Regions from separate parts of the Gossypium hirsutum genome. Here all the other regions are linked to region 1. A link is a contact called in public Hi-C data. All regions are on one chromosome and are shown on one strand. Each heading gives the region's core, a stretch centred on a gene start, on an enhancer-like site or on the middle of the called end of the contact. The rest is flanking DNA. Distances are from core to core; before and after follow the strand shown.

Evidence for each region. A called contact is a pair of places that touch in the nucleus more often than the background predicts.
Region 2: a contact with region 1 is called in a Hi-C map of leaf, with 2.3 times the contacts expected there. The contact joins the promoter of LOC107929394 here to the enhancer-like site in region 1. A contact is called at or near these places in 5 of 34 Hi-C or Micro-C datasets (leaf and petal).
Region 3: a Hi-C map of leaf shows a contact between it and region 1, with 2.3 times the contacts expected there. The contact joins the promoter of LOC107929369 here to the enhancer-like site in region 1. A contact is called at or near these places in 6 of 34 Hi-C or Micro-C datasets (leaf, petal and seedling).

What each region holds. Positions count from the first base shown.
Region 1 is chrD08:58,577,194-58,581,285 of Gossypium_hirsutum_v2.1, reverse strand. No RefSeq gene overlaps it. Among protein-coding and RNA genes, the nearest start is that of LOC107929368, 21 kb to the left of the region's middle. Within about 2 kb of position 2,090, at least 1 of the 9 cell types and tissues checked has an H3K27ac peak or open chromatin away from gene starts, as enhancers often do. A contact at or near this core is called in leaf, where this site is marked.
Region 2 is chrD08:58,704,768-58,708,859 of Gossypium_hirsutum_v2.1, reverse strand. It overlaps LOC107929394 (NADH dehydrogenase [ubiquinone] 1 beta subcomplex subunit 8, mitochondrial), which reads left to right and starts at 2,186. Exons shown (of 6, transcript XR_001692808.2): 1 at 2,186-2,443; 2 at 2,545-2,631; 3 at 2,757-2,852.
Region 3 is chrD08:58,655,836-58,659,927 of Gossypium_hirsutum_v2.1, reverse strand. LOC107929369 (14 kDa proline-rich protein DC2.15) reads right to left here and starts at 1,900. Exons shown (of 1, transcript XM_016860769.2): 1 at 1,214-1,900. The coding sequence starts at 1,815. The coding sequence ends at 1,411.

The sequences.
Region 1 (4,092 bases), core at 841-3,340:
AATCAAAAAAATTTGAGTTACTTGAGTTTACGAATCCTATTTTAGCAACCAATCTCATTTTTAGATTTTTTTTTAATTGAATCGAGTTAAAAAAACTCGAGTCGAGTTAATGAATCTTATTATTTATACTTAATGTTGCGTTTACATGAACCGATTATTTAACTAGTAGACGAAGTATAAGATTATTTAACTACATAAACAATACAATGGTTTTACTTTTAACTTAATGGGTAAACATTTATCGAAACAATGTAGTTTTGTCTTTTATTATTCGAATTTTCGGATAACTCAAATTGTGTAATTCATGTTCGAGTTAAACCGAAAATTTTGATTTTTTTTCATTCGAGTTAATCAAAATAACTCGAATAACTCGAACTATTTAATTTAAATTTTAAATTTTTATCAAGTATTTCGAATCGAATCGGATTTTGTTCACCATCACCCTATAGTTCAGCATAAAAGAGTGAGCAATTGCCCAAATATTTTTTTTCCCATAATCCAATCCCCGTTTCTATTTTTTATGACTCCCCTGCTGCAACATCCCCCGAAACAATCTAAACCGCCCGGTCAATGTATAGTTTGATCCAACTTTCCAACATCTCAACAACTAAACTTTGCCCATTCCGTCTAGATACATCCTCCTTGTGAAAAGAAACAAATTCTTTTACTCATATATAAGAAATCTTAACAATCTCACCTGTGTTCCATGAAACACCTTAAAAAAGAAAAAGGTTCCGATTTTTCCAAATCCTCCAAATTAGTAAACCAAATAAACTTAAATAATTATCTAATATATTTAAATAATTAAAAGAAATAAAATATAAAATATGCCATCAAATAATTATCTAATATATTTTCTTTTGAGATGAACCCACACCAAATCTTTTTTTTTTCGACCCACCAAATTAATTGAAGAAAAAACCAAAAAAATTTAAATAATAATATAAATAAATAATATTATATAAAGATAATATTGAATTTTTAACTACTACTATTATTATAGTATAATTTCTCCAACTTCGCTTGGGCACATTTCTTTTATAGTTTTTTTCTTAAAATTTTATAAATAATATTGTGAACCAAAAGTAATTAACATCAATAATAAAATGTGAATAAATTTTATTTAAACATCTTTTTTTTCACTAGTAACGCATATACACATATATTTTATTATTTTAGGTAAATATTAGATAAAATTTAAATAAAATATCAAACTTTACTTTAAATAAATTTAAATAAAAAACTCTTTTTTTATATAAAAATATCAAACTTTTTTATTAAATCAAATGATTAATGATTGTAGTAGGCATAAATTATTTGAGATCAAATTATTATTATGGTCTCTCGACTATGTTTAAGTTTAGAAGTATCTATTATTTAGTTTAATATAATTTGGTTCATCTACATAATAACATTAGTTTGTTGAAATAGTTGATATCCTTAATTATTATAGTCAAAATGTTGAGCTTGGTTCTTTTTCTTAAAAATACTCTTTCCAACTTCATGCAAAAATTATGTGTGTGTATATATATAGTGGGTCGGAAAGGTGTTTTTAAGAGAAATTCAAGTAATCATTTTAATTTATATAGTTAAAATGTTAACTATTTTGGTTGACTAATGTCATTATAAAAATGGATCCCCAAATTATGTTAAATTAAAATATAAAAACCTAAATCTCAAATATGAGCATAGTGGAGAAACTGAAACTGCAATTCTACTATTATCTTATAATGACTCTGAAAAAAAATTATGATATTAGTTGATTCAAATAATTTGCATATTTAATATTTATGTGATGTTGTTTGAATCAATGAAAGAAAAATGTAGGGAATCAAAACAGAGTAAAGAGAACCAAATCAAAAGAGGCTCTAATTTCCCTATTAATTTTGCAGAAAGAACAAACATTATCATCAAAAGAAAGACGTCTCGTCGAGATTGAAAGGCAAATTTTACAAAATTTTCAATATTTTATATGGAAGCTTATTGTTTTATTATCATTAAATCAGTATTCTTTCAGGGCATTGTCACGCAATGCCCATTAATGGAAGATGAAGCCCAAACCCACCCCAGTTGTGCTAAATCACACCACCCTTAGTTGGACCACTTTTCACATAACTCTCATTTTCAGTTTCATAAACTCTGTCCAAACAACCAAACCAAATACCATTTTCTTATTTTTCACAATGAATCTCTCTTTCTCCCTTTAATACGCTTTCACTTCACTCCAGCGAAGCAAAAACTGGAGGTTTTGACATCTAAACAAATACTTGTACAAAGAAGCATGCATGTGGGTTATACAATTGCCACAAGAGATCCCCTTATAATACTCATCTTTTCCACTTAATCTACTTACCATTTCCTTTCTTATAATACCATTTCCTTCAAAACCACCTACATATGCTCGCAATGGACAAAAACCATAGGGCCACACTTTTTTTTCTTTCGATACCCTACGTAAATAATCATTAGTTAAGTCTAAAAATTCATTCAAAATTTAACAGGATTTGGATGGAAATATTAGGCACAAAAAATGAACTTGGACAATAAAAAATAGGTCGGACTCATTTTATAAATTTTTAATATTTTATATTTTGTTATTTATAACATATAAAATTTAAATCTATAATATTCTATACTAGTACCATAATGTAAACATTAAAAACATTCTTAAGATGTCTGTATATAAAATTTTAATAAATTAAAATTATTAAATTAAAAATAATATAAATATACATTTTTTAAAAAATTAAAAATAATATGGATCGACACAAAATGGTCTTGGGTTAGCAAGTTACAAATATAGGCAGGTTTTGGTAAAATTTTAGGCCCATATTTTGTGTTGGGTCGGGCTTGGGCAACCACAAAGCATGTTAATATAATGCTTAGGCCCGACTCGAACCTGACCCAATCTGGCCAATGAACAGCTCTACACTCAACTATAAAAAGTTTCATTTTAGGCACCCAAAATAAAAATTTTGCAATTTAAGCAAGCACTCACGTTAAATAGTTCGGTCATTTTGGTCACTCCTGTTAAAATCACAAGCGACAAGTTAACATGATAGTTAAAAAATCGATATAATAACAAATTTAACCCTCAATTTTTACATATTATATCGATTTAGTCATAATTTTAACATTTAACACTCAAAATTTACAAATATTCTCAATTTAATCCTAATTCTAAAAAATTCAAAGAATATATAAAAATACACAAATATTTTCAAAATATATAATAAAAACTTTAAATTTTATATTAATATTAAATAAAAATAATTATATTAATTTTAAATAATAATAATAACCCTCCCCCACCTCGTTCTAAAATAGGCCTAATTATCTCACATTAAATCAGACCAAGGTGGAGAGGGAAAGGGGTGGTGGTGGGGAAAGGGAGAGGAGATTGGGGAGGGAGGATTTTTTATTTAATATCAATATAATTATTTTATTATTGATATAAAAAAATTTTTTAAAATATTTATATGTTTTTTTATTTTTTAGAATTAGGATTAAATTGTGAACATTTGTAAATTTTGAGGGTTAATGTTTTAAAATTATGACTAAATTGATATAACATGTAAAAGTTGAAGGCTAAATTTGATATTATACCAATTTTTTAATTGCCACGTTAGCTTGTCATTTGTGATTTTAACGAGAGTGACCAAAATGACTAAACTACGTAACGTTGGTGCTTAAATTGCAAACTTTTTTTATTTTAAGTACCTGAAATGAAATTTTTAATAGTTGGATGACTATTTATTTAATTTACCTTTTTTTATTTAATAAAAAGTGATCTACTAATCAACCATTAGCTTACATGCCCCTCTCTCTCTCTCTTCTATTATATGACTGTTTTTAATGAGACATCAATGCTATTTTAGGGTTTTAAACAAATATATTGAGCCAATTGTACAATCCTCCCCATTGCAATGGCACTCGAAGAAAATGAAAGACTACACTAAGCTTTGTTTGGATAGCACAGAGTAATTGAAGAAAAGTGTAATCACTATTCACACTCCTTATAATTATAAAGAATTGTAATTTTTTCGACGTGTTTAGCTAACAAAGTGTAATTACATTCTAATTCTATATCAT
Region 2 (4,092 bases), core at 937-3,436, 130 kb before region 1:
ATCGCTCCAAACAGCAAAATTGGGCCAAGATTCAGTTTCTTGACTTTCTTGAAAACAAGAAAGTGAATCTTGATTTTCTTGATTTGAGCCCATCACCTTCTTGAGCTTGGGTTGGGCCTTTGTGACTCGTATCAGAAAGTTTCAATTTTCGTTTTATGTTCAATTCTTAATAAGAATCCATTTTCTTAGCATTTGAAGGTTCGAGAATAGTGGAGAATATCATTCAATTGAAAGCCAGAAAGATTTAAATGCTAGATCCAGGATTCAGTGAGACTCTTTAGCTGGAAAACACAAGAACTAAATTTGGTGGGATTTATTACTATAGATATCACAACCAAAGATCTAGTTTTATGAAAAAATTTCAAGTTTTGTTGCACAATAACCGATTTTTCCAACAGTGCAATGTGGTCCCTAGTTGGTTGTTTTTCCTAAAAGCATTTTTGGGTAATTTCTTATTAGATCACTAAAGTAGAGTAGCGAAGTTCTCTCAACCTCAGTGTCTCTTTAGGAATTATATCAACATAGTAGTCAACTAGAATTAATACATGAGCACAAATTACAGAATTAAATCGTTGTCTTATTCTTAAGCTAAGTTTTAATCCTATTTCAATTACTAAGCCACTAACCTAAGGATCTCTCATCCGCATAAATAATTTTGCTCATTTTAAATTTGAAAACAACATAAAAGGTATTAAAATGAGGTATGACAACTAAAGCATTACATAAAATTAATACAACTTAATAATAAAGAATCTCCAAAAGAGTTATTGCAATTTACAAGAAAATTAAAAGTTTAAAGTAAAAACAAATTATTACAAAACTAAAAACAAAAAAAAAAACTATTAAACCAAACTCTCCAAACTCTCTAACCTAAGAAAACGTAATCAAAAGTTTAAGGTAGCCTAAGGAATCCAACATGCTTCTACTATTTACAAGCCTTTTCTAAGGCAAAATCTCAAGCTAGAGCAGAAAAGACCAAAAGCCCAATTAATTTAATAAATCTCACAAATTTGAAACTTGAGTACTGACGGAAAGTAGAATATATTCATACTTTTTGTGTTTATGTAAAGTGAAATATTTGCAGGTAGATTCATACTTTTTGCATTTTCCTCTTTCCACCTCTTTCGAATATGTTTTTTCTCTCTTGGACTTTATCCAATACCTATAAGAAGTCCTTGAAAAGGCTTTTTAACTCAAGAACACAAAAAACATTAAGAATAACTTCAAACTAATTTTTTTCAATAACTAATGGTAAAATGGACCTATTTATACAAAACTAACTAAAAACCAATTAAGAACAATGCAAATGTGAGGGAATTAAGACGTAAAATATATAAGCATTTGCTCATCATACCCCTACACTCACATTTTTTCTTGTATCGATGGGACTCTATAGGTGGCTTGTATACTCCTTAACTCCTATTGGTTTTTGAGGGTCGAAACCTTTGAGTAAAATCGGGGGAAAGATTACGAAGGCCTTAAGGACCAGTGTGTCAAGTACCAAGGTGATCATAAAGGGAGCTTGAGTGGGGCATTCGAACTTTTTGGAGGAAAAGATCGTTGCTACTTGGGGCATCTTATGATGACGAGTCTATGAAATGCGAGGGGCAATCATGGATGTGCCACATGAACTCCTCAAACTCCTCTTAGGGAGCTATAACTATGAGGTTAATAAAAATAAAGAAACCATAAAAACTTTGAGGGATCGACGTGCTAGGCACCAATGGGTTATATAAGGACCCTAAAGAAGTTATGGACTCTTTAAACCGCTCAGGGTTGAAGGAATTTAAATACTCTTGTATGTGATTTCAAGATAAAAGGAAACTTTAGGTGATAATAGAACCTTGGGACGAAAAAAGCTTAATTTCAAAGTCAAGTTAAGTATTTATCTTAAACCAAATTTTTGAAAAAAAAATATTTAAAATTTTTAAAGCGTTAACGAATAGCGATTAAACCTTTTGTTGACTAAGGTTCAAACTCTATTGCTGTATTTCCTCCCTCAATTTGTAATATGTACTTAAACAATTATAAATACAAATAGGCTCACAGCTCCAAATATGTAGAATATATTCGGATTTGAATCAAAATAAATTTGGACTAACTAGAATATATTTAGAAACAGTTTAGGTAAGGTGAAAATCAAACCTATTAAAATATCACAAGTTTAACACTAAAAAGTTTCCATAGGTCCATATAGATGGGCGCTTGAATATCGTGGGCAAATGGCCCATTGGAATTAGTCATAGCAAAATATTAATTCAGAAACCAGAGTTTGGTTCTGCAGAAAGTTCCGAGGAGAAAAGAAATGGCAGGAAGATTGAGCAACGTAGCGTCGCGTATAATGGGCGGAACTGGCGTCGTATCGCGCTCCGTCGCCTCTTCTTTTCGACTCCGTTCCGGTATGGGTCTCCCTGTCGGCAAACATATCGTTCCCGACAAGCCCGTAAGCTCAATCACTTCATAATTCTTCAGATCTATTCAGTGATAATCATTAAAAAGACTAACCCAAAACCTTACAATTTTACTCCTGCTGGACCCTTTCAGCTTCCTGTAAATGACGAGCTAATTTGGGACAATGGAACTGCATTTCCAGAACCTTGTATTGATCGAATCGCTGATACTGTCGGAAAGGTAAGTAAGTTCTCTATTTAAATGTTCACTTGTGTTTTATGGTTGTGGGATTTTGGATTATTTGAAGAAACTGACTCTTTTTTTTTCTCTGTTCTTGTTCCTATGTTTCATTTTTCTGGGAGTAGTACGAGGCATTAGCTTGGATGTGTGGAGGCTTGAGCTTCTTTGCATCGTTGGGTTTTTTGGCTTGGTGGAATGATAAGGCCTCCAAGATTCCATTCGTGAGTTCAAATCTCTGACTTTATTAGTTGAGTTTGCCTTAGTTCAATTCAATTTTCTTTATGCTGCATTTGGGAATATGAAATTGAAAATCTTGGATTTGGATTTCATTTGCTATATAAATTGTGAGAATGAATTGTATATATTTTGAATAAATTAGATGAGTTTCAATATAATGCGTTTTTGGAAAGTATAAAAATCATGAATTTGTCAAATTCATTGGGAATTTCAAATTCACTACTAGGCATCCAACAAATCCACGGATTTGAGAAATAATCATGAGTAATATATTTGTATGTGTATTATCACTCAATTTGCACTATTCTCGAAATTCAAATCCAAAGTTTGAAATCCAAGACCCCAAATGCTACCTTATAGTTTTTTTAACGTATTCATGTAATATTAATATTTGTAGCTTAGTGGTGTTTTGGATATGTTTAAAATTGGGAAGATAGGAATGTAGGATAGTGATCGAATCAAATGGTACCATAATGTCACTCATGTTTTATGCTGAGAAATTTTGAACTTCAAGCTCGAGTGAGTCATAATCCCAGAATAGGGGGATATGTGAGCTACCTGCTTTAAGATGGAAGATATTTCATCCTAGAGGACTCTAGTCTGTTTTCTTAACAATTATTATGGTTGAGAGGATGAATTTTGCAAAGGTTCACGATAGAAGGCCCTTGTCTTTGGTTTTCACCTGCTTTATTCTCTGATGAACTTAGAAATGTTTTCAGAAATGCATTTCCCCTGTTAGATGTGTTGAATTGTTGAGGAAAGCCCTTCTATTAGGGGCTAGTTTGGCCTTCTGCCTCATTGTTCTGCCTGCTGGAGTTTGAAATCCGTCTCATGCTCAGCTAGCAACTTTGACAATATATTTTGGGATTCGCAAGAAGCCTTTTTAGGGTATATCTTTGGACAATACGCTAGCACTGCCATGTCAATTGCATAGATAATTAAGGTTATTTTGTTTTTGAAAGGTATAATTGAAGTTCTTGAGAGTTCACATTAGATATTTTATGGTAAATCAATGGAAACCACTGTTTACTCGTGCTATTTAAACAATGATGTTTCAGCTAGGTAAGTGGAAGTCTTCCGCTTGCTTTGGGTTTAGTGATGTCTATTTTAGAAGATTCCTTATCCCTTTTATTTTGTATGGCTTTGAATCCCTTTCTTCAATGGTGCATCCATCAACATTTCATGTTGTGTGTCATTAGCAGCCCAAAAAGTAGCTAGAGAGAA
Region 3 (4,092 bases), core at 651-3,150, 79 kb before region 1:
ATTATATATGTGTGAAACTTAGTATGATGTCCTCAACCTCCTAAAATTATATTTGTTCACGTACTTTAAATCACATTATCTTAAAATTCCATTATAGACTCCATAATGAAAATTATCATCCACAAAACTAGTAATTGATAAATTATATAATTTCATAAAGGGATAAATCTCAAAATTATACATGAATTTTGATTTAATGTAAAATTGTATACATGAACTTTAATTTGGTGCAATTATACACATGAAACTCTAATTGTGGTTCAAATGTATACTTGAAACTTTAATTTTGATTTAATCATACACATTTTAAAAAAATAAATACATCAATTTATTTTTATATTGGATAAATATAATTATTGATGTGTACAATATATAAACATAAAATAATGTTATATTAATAATTGTGTTAATAATTTAGAAGAATTGGATCAAATCAAAATTTCATGTATAAAATTGTACAAATCAAAATTTATGTATACAATTGCACATTAAAACCATAGTTCATGTATAGTTTTGGGATTTATCCCTTTCATAAATGATCTATAACCATGCTCAATTTCCATCAATGATATAATACCTTTAAGAGGATATATTGACTCTTTGTGAGAGTCATGATCTCTTATAAGCAATGTTACACCATGCACCAATTGTATACCCAACGTTAGAGGCGAAGTTAGGAATTTTATTTAGGGGACTAAAAGTATAAAATTTTGAACAAACCAGGGCTAAAATTTTGTGTTAAAAATTTTTAAATTGCATTATTAAATTTTTTTAGAGGGCAAAGAAATAAATTATCCATTCATTCAAAAGTTAAAAGCTTAAATGGAAAGATTTTACTTTTGAAAGGAAAATTTTTCGCATTTGACTAAGGATGGGCCAAGGCCCTTGCTTGCACCTCTAGTTTTACCACTACCCATCCAACGTACTTAATACTATACTAGTTTGAAACACTTTAACCTTTTGTACATCAAACTATACTATAGCTATATACTTGATTTGGACTAAAGTTAATACACAATGAACACTACAAATAAATTAAAATTTAATCAGAGGTCCAATTTAATGTATTATGAAGTTAATATATCTTTAATTTTATTTGGGAAATAAATTTGATTCAATCCAAAAAATCCCATCACTAATGATGCTTAATAAAATAAAATAATCCTAACATAACTTACATGTTTAGCGTAACTCATGGTTATGATCACAAACTGAATGATATTAGACTTTCATTTTGCCTTAAATTTACAAAAAAAAAAACATTTGTAAAGAAAAAAGGTAGTACACTTATTTTGTATCAACTAGGAAACAAACGCTACCGCAAGCAATTATCACTGGGAAGTGGAATTGGAAATAATTAGAACTTTCAAACCACAAAAAACACCAAGACGAGAGATTTTGACATCATGATTAGGGAAATTGGAAGTAAGATGGAACTTTCCTTGAGCAGATGTTGAGAAGCAAGTTGAGAGAAACCGGGACATTAAGGTTGATGCCTAAAATATTAGCTTTGATTGCTGTGCAAAGGCAAACAGCAGCTTCAAGATCAGTAAGACCTTGGAGAAGGGAGCAACATGGTTGGACTGGGGGTGTACCAATGGTGACATTAGCCAAACCAAGTATATTAGCACATACACCTAATTTAAGGGCATCAATGGGGCATTTACCTTTCGCACAAGGGGATGGGGAGGGAGTGGGCTTTGGGTTTCGTTTTGGGCTGGGGGAAGGGCAAGAACCACGAGCACTGACTAGAGAAAAGAAGAGAATGTTGAGTACAAGAAAGAGGGTAAGCGATGCTAACCTTTTCGAAGCCATCTCTCTCAAATCCTAGGAGCTTCGTGCCTAAAGTAGAAGTAGAGTAATATACTCTGAGAATGGAGAATTTGGAGTGAAGGGTGAGGTTTATAGTGTTTCAAGAGGGCGACTTGGTTGTTTTTAACGTCAGCTTAATTCATAAAATTGAATCATATATCGCTTTCATTCTGCGATTTGAGCTGGCTTAGGAGACGATGTTCGTGAAATATGGACGTTTGTGATTATGAGGTGAATATTAGCACATTGCCATGTTACCACTGCTCCTAGCATCAAATTATTCGTTTTGCAACAGCATTTCATATTAAGATGTTTGCATCCCAACCTTTAATTATGGAAGATAATGGGATCGTGAAATCACTTGATCTATGTATATTTTTCATCCGAGGAGCATTATCAGGCTAATTATTGGACAAAAAGGTACAGAATTTAATGTTCAAACAATGGGTTGCTTTAATTGTCTTCAACACATGGTAGTTAATACTTAATATTTAAGTATCTACATCGTTTACTTTTATTATCTCATCCGTTCCAAATTCGGATAATTACAACAACTAACTACTGAAGACAAAAACAGATTTAGGTTCAAAACAACATAATTACTTCCGTGTTGAAGGCTATCTTGTCAGACCTTCATGTTGATCTTCGGTTTCGTTTTGTTTTGTTTTGATTGTGCTATATCCCAATCCTGAATGCATCCTGCATCTTCATGGCATGTTAATCCAAAAGTCAACAAAGACATCATTCACATTTACCTCGAATTTCAAGATCCCAAAAGAACTTGCAGCTAGATACTGATCATTGTAATGAGCTAATGATCCCAATCCAACATAAGGGATGGTTTCTAGGTTTGCATGTTGTCAATGGAAGTTTTCTAGGCTGAAGAACAATGTTGGAATTGTAGGTAAACATGTTATCTCTTCCTTAAGATAAAAATATTATATTTGAAGAAATTGTATTATCAAGAATATTTCCTTCAGAACAATAACTCTAGTTAAGAATAATTGTTGTTTAAAATAATTGTTATTTGAAAATAATTATGTCCAAAATAACTTTGTTCATAATAAAGTTTAGCTAAAGTTCAAAACAACTCTGGTTAGAATAATAACGTTTTGGGAATAATTATGTTTAGAATAACCATTATTTAGAATAATTTGTATTTAGAACCATATGTTTTTTCAAAAAAGTCATATTTCAAAAAAAAATTTAGCAGCCTTGAGAAGCTTGTGAATCTCCTCTTTACAAATATATACTTGTAAAAAATTCATGTTACTTAAGAAAAAGAAAAAAATGAATATCTCACAGAAGTATGACGGATGAGTATTGGGTTCCACCATAGACTCCGTGCCCTCATCTGAAAAAGAATTCCATTTACAATAATATACATTGTCATGTCTTGACTGAAACCAGATTTTTCTTTCCACTACAGAAATTACTGAAACTTAATGAAGTCAATATTAATTTTATCTTCAACTTAAGCTAAGTGGATCCAGGTAAGGCAGGGTTTTTTTATCAAAAGAAAAACTAAAAACAGGTTCCCACGTGGCAGAGGTGGACAATATATATTGTCACCATATGTCTGTAAAACTTGACACAAAATCTTTAGCTTGATTCCCTTTGACAGATGTGATTCAATATATGAGAAGTTGATTGCAAATACAGAATAAACAATCTCTTAATTTGTAGTTCATTCCTTATAATTTCATTGAAATTGTTTTGTCACACCCATCCTCAATGTCCAATATTTTAAATATAATTTAAAAACAAGCATCAATTTTTAACTCATTTGTCATGTCAAGTTTTACTAAAATCTATTGTTTTTTTAAAAAATGAAAATAGAAAATAAAATAAAATAAAAACATTTTCACAAACAAAATTCACCATCGAAAGTTGAAAAGATTTTACCAAGAAAGTATTTGTTTGACCAGATATTGACATTGTCAGCTGCATACAATTTGGTTTTAATTTTTATTTTTGTTATTAAATTGGATGCTTATATAAGAGATTTCCAAGAAAACTTGTTGGGTATAATGAGACCTAACAATCTTGAATATCCAGCCCTAGTTCATATGAGGGGAATATACGACTTTATTAAGAGAGCTTGTTATTAATTAAGCTTCTATCAAACCAACATTTCGTTTTTAAGTATATGATTAGCAACCCGTGAAAGATCTCAACCGCAAATCATTCAAGCCTTCAAAATGGATCCAATGTATTATATTCCTTCTTTTTTAATTTGGACCCAATTCTATAATACAAACAAATTTACTTTATGTGATA